2 separate regions of the Oryctolagus cuniculus genome follow, and region 1 is linked to region 2. The links are chromatin contacts, called in public Hi-C maps. All regions are on one chromosome and are shown on one strand. Each heading gives the region's core, a stretch centred on a gene start, on an enhancer-like site or on the middle of the called end of the contact. The rest is flanking DNA. Distances are from core to core; before and after follow the strand shown.

What was found. Hi-C and Micro-C count contacts between places; a contact is called where the count stands out from the background.
Region 1: a contact with region 2 is called in a Hi-C map of an unstated tissue, with 3 times the contacts expected there. The contact joins two enhancer-like sites. A contact is called at or near these places in 2 of 6 Hi-C or Micro-C datasets (skin fibroblasts and an unstated tissue).

Annotation. Positions count from the first base shown.
Region 1 is chr3:3,297,192-3,299,891 of mOryCun1.1, forward strand. No RefSeq gene overlaps it. Among named protein-coding and RNA genes, the nearest start is that of ACKR3, 200 kb to the right of the region's middle. Within about 2 kb of position 1,325, at least 2 of the 8 cell types and tissues checked have an H3K27ac peak or open chromatin away from gene starts, as enhancers often do.
Region 2 is chr3:3,194,148-3,196,847 of mOryCun1.1, forward strand. No RefSeq gene overlaps it. Among named protein-coding and RNA genes, the nearest start is that of COPS8, 110 kb to the left of the region's middle. Within about 2 kb of position 1,269, at least 2 of the 8 cell types and tissues checked have an H3K27ac peak or open chromatin away from gene starts, as enhancers often do.

The sequences.
Region 1 (2,700 bases), core at 75-2,574, 100 kb after region 2:
ACAGACAAAAGAGAGAGTTATTTATTCATCTGTCTTAAAAAAAATAGCAAGACTAAGGAAACAGTAAGTAAGCATCAAATCCCTGTGGGAGGACGAGCCTGCTGAATTTCAAAGCAACGGGATAAATTAGCAGGGAAAAAGTCACCACATTTGGGTCAGATAATCATTTTAAATTCCAGTGCATGGAACCCGATATCATAGAAAATGGATTAAAAATCAGTTGCAGCCGATATGCAGGCAGAAGCTTAATTTCATAGCAAAATGCCGATGTTTTTCCATTGATGTTTTCTTCCGAAGCCCTTGCAGGCCCTAGAGCCGGGGTCATGAACCCAGCTCTCAGAAACGGAAATGCAATTAATAAACAAATACTTGAGAAAATTTCCTGCAGCATTAGGGCTGGGATAAATACAATTGAAATAATTGCATACCATTTTGACCTATCAAGTTAACAAAGTTTAAAAAAATAAACATTATGGCCAGAAAAGGTATGGAAATGTGGTCTCTTAGGAAACCAGCGGAGAGCACTCAGCCCGGGTTCTGGAGCATCTGTGGGGACAGACCAAGGCCGTCTCAGTTCTGGGACTCCTAAGGTGATGAAAACAAAGACTAAGCGTTTCGGAGGAAAGCACTTTCGTCACAATGTGTAATTAATAACAATGACAACCTGATAATGTTATGAGTGGCCCTCCATGAGACACAATGATGGAGGAAACACATTGGTTTGCAAAAGTGATTACTCGTTTTCAAAGAGGATATCATGACAGGAGAAATATTTCTGAGATAACACGCAGTGGAAAAAGCAGCGTGCGATGCTGGGTAGCCAGCTCGCCCAGGCCCCGGCCCCGGCCAAGAACGCATTCCAGGGAGCTCCGGGAGACACAGGCCGCGCACGGCGTGTTTGTGACAAGGTCCGAGTGATTCACGCTCCGTTGCTTGTCCTGGTTTGACTTTTACAAGCGTGGTTCCCAGATTTCCGCACACGTAAGCATCGCTAAGGTGCTCCCTGGAGAAAGACGCTGGATTATCTGATCCACAACATCTGGGATCTGCATTTTTATTAGCATTCCAGGGAATTAAAAATGTCTGCACTTCCCAAGCCCGTCCTCTGACACCAACTGGACCGCGGGGCCTCCAAGCCAGGCCCGACACCAGCTCCCCCACATCAGCACAGGGCCCACCCACCGGGGCCGAGGGCTTCCATCCTGAGTCAGGACCAGAACCCACAAACTAGAGGGTGAGGTCCCCATGGTTCCTTCCTTAGGGACCATCTGCCACAGGGGTCCCCACGACCCCCACGTCTACTCTGGCTGACAATCTCGGATTCTCCATTGCCTGAAACCTTTCCCTGTGGTCTCCAACACTCACGTGTTAGACGTTTACTCCCCCCAAACCAGACGTTAACAGTTTGAAGATATTTCTGGAAAAGGCACACTCCGAGAGAGTTATGCGGGGAATTCGCACCTGGCTGGCCCAGAGCAAGCTTCTCTCTCGACACGGTTTGCCATGAACTTTTTGAAGGCCCTTGCGTTTGGAGGGGTGGGGACTGGATGCGGTCCGAGCCCCAGGGCAGCGCCCCCTCTCCAAGAGGAGGGGCGTGCGAGCTCACGGATGCTCTCCCCGTGTCACAGCCGTGTCAGATGCAGCACCAGGCCCTGCTCGCGGACTCTCCGGCCTCCAGAACCATGGCCCAAACCAACTTCTGCTCTTGACCAAGTGCCTGGCCGTGGGGACAGAAGAGGGAGGAAGACGGTTCGCACGGCCCCGCCTCAGGTTTGCTAATTCTCTAGAATAATTCGGGGCTTGAGAAAGTGCCGTGCTTACAATCACAGCATCTTGTAAGATTTGTTTATTTATTTGAAGGGCAGATTATAGAGGAAGAGGAGGAGATACAGAGAGCGAGATCGTCCATTGGCTGGTTCACTTCTCAAATGGCTGCCACGGCGGGAGCTGGGCCAGTCTGAAGCCAGGAGCCAGGAGCTAATTCCAGGTCTCCCACGTGGGTGCAGGGGCCCAAGGACTTGGGCCATCCTCCACTGCCCTCCCTGGCCACAGCAGAGAGCAGGATCAGAAGAGGAGCAGCTGGGACTCGAACTGGTGCCCATATGGGATGCTAGAGTCACAGGCAGCTTAATCTGTTACGCCATTACGCTGGCTCCTACAGTTGTTCTCTTAATATTTATTTTATTTCATCTACTTGAGAGGCAGAGCGGACAGAGAGAGAGAGATCTTCCACCCATTGGTTCACTTGCTAGAGGCCCTCCACAGCCAGGGCTGAGCCAGGTCCACATGCCACTTGATGTGGGTCAGGAGCCCGAGTAACCAGGACTTGAACCTGTGCTTACTCTGATACGGAATGCCAGCTTCCAGCCGTGGTGTCACCCACGGCGCGCAATGCCGGCCTCTGCAGCTGTATTCTGAAGTTACCAGTCAGGGGAGGAGACAAGGGCGAGGTACTGGGTTGGGGCGGGTGACAGAGCTGCCTCGGCTCCTCCCTGTGGCCCCCAGACCCCCACACTCTTAGCATGCGGACATGGTCACCAGCCAGGCAGTGTTCTTGGGTCCTGTGTCCAGAGCTCTTACTTGGGGCTTTAGTGAATGGACGGCCACATACTACAACTCCGTCTCCAGTCTGCAGCTCACCTCTGCTCCCCAGAGGTCAGGCAGAGAGGCCATCAGTCCCCACCCTTTTGTCCCAAGAAA
Region 2 (2,700 bases), core at 19-2,518:
ATGCACACACATTCACATACTCACTTGCACACACACACAGCGTGCACTGGGACAGGTGCTCAGGAGCACAGCCGTGTACACATCCAGACGTGTACACATCCTTGACCTTTGGAGAAGGTCAAGGCAGGGCAGTCCCTTAACCTCGGAGCCTTAACCAGCCTCGTTTCATTTTGCTTTTCAAAAAATGATTTATTTATTTATTTGAAAGTCAGCATTACAGAGAGAGACAGAGAGGTCTTCCATCCACTGGTTCACTCCCCAAATGGCCACCATGACTGGGGCTGGGCCACGTGGAAGCCAGGAGCCAGGAGCTTCCTCCAGGTTTCCCACGTGGGTGCAGGGGCCCAAGCACCGGGGCCATCCTCTGCTGCTTTCCCAGGCCATCAGCTGGGAGCTGGATCAGAAGTGGAGCAGCCAAGACTCAAACTGGCTCCCGTATGAAAATGAACAAAGAAGACCCCTGGAGATGCGCTGACTGTCTAAAGGCAGGGGCTGGGCAGTGCCACTCAGGGATGGAGGACAGGACCCACTACCCGTCTCACTCTTCCCTGAGCCGGGCTGCCCACTGCTGGGCTCCAGCTCAGCGCTGGCCTTGGGCTGCGCCTGGTTGGGCCTGGAGGGAGATGCTGAGCTGTGGGATTCCAGTTGGAAGCCCCGCCCCTCCTCGGTCCCACTCCCGGCTCTAACTGCACACTGAGCCCCTCCCTTCCTGATGCGTGTGGTCTTATCTCACATCCTGTGGAACAATGGCTGGAGCGTGGCTGCGAGATTACCACATGGTCACTTCCCATAAACACAATCCATCACCTTGTTCCTCTGCCATGAGGGTTAGGGAGGCTGACGCCGGGGAAGTTGGCTATCGCTGCGAGCTGTGACATTCCACAGAGGGCTCTGAGGTCATGGTTATGGGCAGAAGTGTCTTTGCCTGCTGGGGGTGCACTTTGTCTTGCCAGTCTGTGTCCTGTTGGAGGTGGGCTTTTTTTAAAAATAATTATTTGGAGATGCAGAGACAGACAGAGCTCCACAAACCCATTCTTTCTCCAAACGCCAGCAATGGCCCCTCGATGAGGCTGAGGCTGAGAGCTGGGAACCCAGTCCAGGTCTCCCGCGTGGGTGGCAGGAACCCAGTCATTTGAGGCATCACCTGCTGCCCCCTTGGGTCTGCATTAGGCAGCTGGACCTGGGTGTCGAACCCATGCCCTCTGATGTGGAGGGGGTGTTTTAGCTCCTAGGCCAAATGTCCACCCCCAGAGGTATCTCACAGATGGGGGTGCCTCTGCCTGCAGAGGATCCATCTCCCCTGCCTTGGGCTTCCTTTGGGGACCTGCCATCTCCTCTTTGCACCACCAAAGACATCCAACGTCCTAGGAGTGGAATCAGGATTCGCCATAGATAAATCAGATTCCCTCGGGCATTCGAATGTGAAGCGGAGAGGCTCAAGGCCGGAAATCAGCTGGGACTTGCTCCCTGGGCGGGCTGCCCTTGGTCCTTGCTCCCCAGAGCCTGCTCCACCAGCTTGGCCCTTGGCCATCTTTCCAGCTTGCGAGATGCTCCATATTGTTCTGTTTCGCTTCAGTTAGCCAGAGTCCGTTTCTGTTCTTCCAGCAGCAGGAGCCTGAGTGGTGGTGGCTGAGACTGAGTAGGCAGACGAGGACGTCTGGACGGAAGCCAGCGAGTCAGGAGCGCGGGGAGGAGTTGAAGGGTGAGGGGGCAGCCGCAGGAGGAAGCACAGGTCCAATGTCAGTGAAGACCCCCAGAGAGAGTAGAATCCCAGGGAGTGCAGAGGCAAACAGCTGGAACTGTCTCGGGACTGCAGATGGAGCTGACCCAAGCGATGGAGACACTGAGTTGCTGATGGAGCTCCGCCTGCAGCTGAGTGGCCGTGGGCCACAGGGCTCAGCCACCCTGCAGCGGGCGATCACCCAGGAAGAGGGAAATGATGACCCGGAAGTGGTCAGCTTCCCTTTGGCCTAAGCTGCACCCCGGAGTCACCATGGATGCACCGGACCCAGCAGGCTCCGAGTCCACCTTCTCCAGGGCCCTGGGTTCGGTCCACACGCGCTGGCCCGCCCAGCTGCGAGTGTGCACGGCCCCAGGACCAAGGACACATGCTCTGACCATGAGGACACGCTCTGGCCCAGCCCCGTCTGACCTCCTGTGCTCCCCGCAGGGTGCGGCAGGCCAGGCCGGCACACGCCAAGTTCTGACATGTTTTCCTTCTGGGCCCTGGCCCTGCCTGTTTACAAGGCCGTTTGGCTAAGAACAGACGAAGTCCGGATCCCACGAGGGGAGGCCCGTTCCAGCCCTGCCTGCTGGTGGAGAGCCCGGGGTGCGAGGCCAAGCACCTGTCCTGGGCTGGGCTGCTCCCAGCCACGTGCTCTGGCCCAGGAAGGAGCACAGGGAGTCCCGGGCAGGCCGGAGCTCCCGCAGCTGTGGGGGTCCCTTCCGGGGCCCGGCTCCTGGCTCAGACCCTCAGCTGGCAGCCCTGCTCCTGCACAGGCCACCCCCGGAGGCCGCCACCTTCAGAGAGGGGAGTGAGGTTTTTCCTGCGAGTGTTGTGAGGGCGCCAGGAGAGACAGCGGTGAACCAGAGACGCGGCCTCGCTCTGCAAATTACTGCCCAGCTCAGGCCCTCCGTGGAGTCCCCTAAATGCATCCCTTAGACGGTGGCCAGGGTCAGGGCCAACGGCAGACCCCGGGC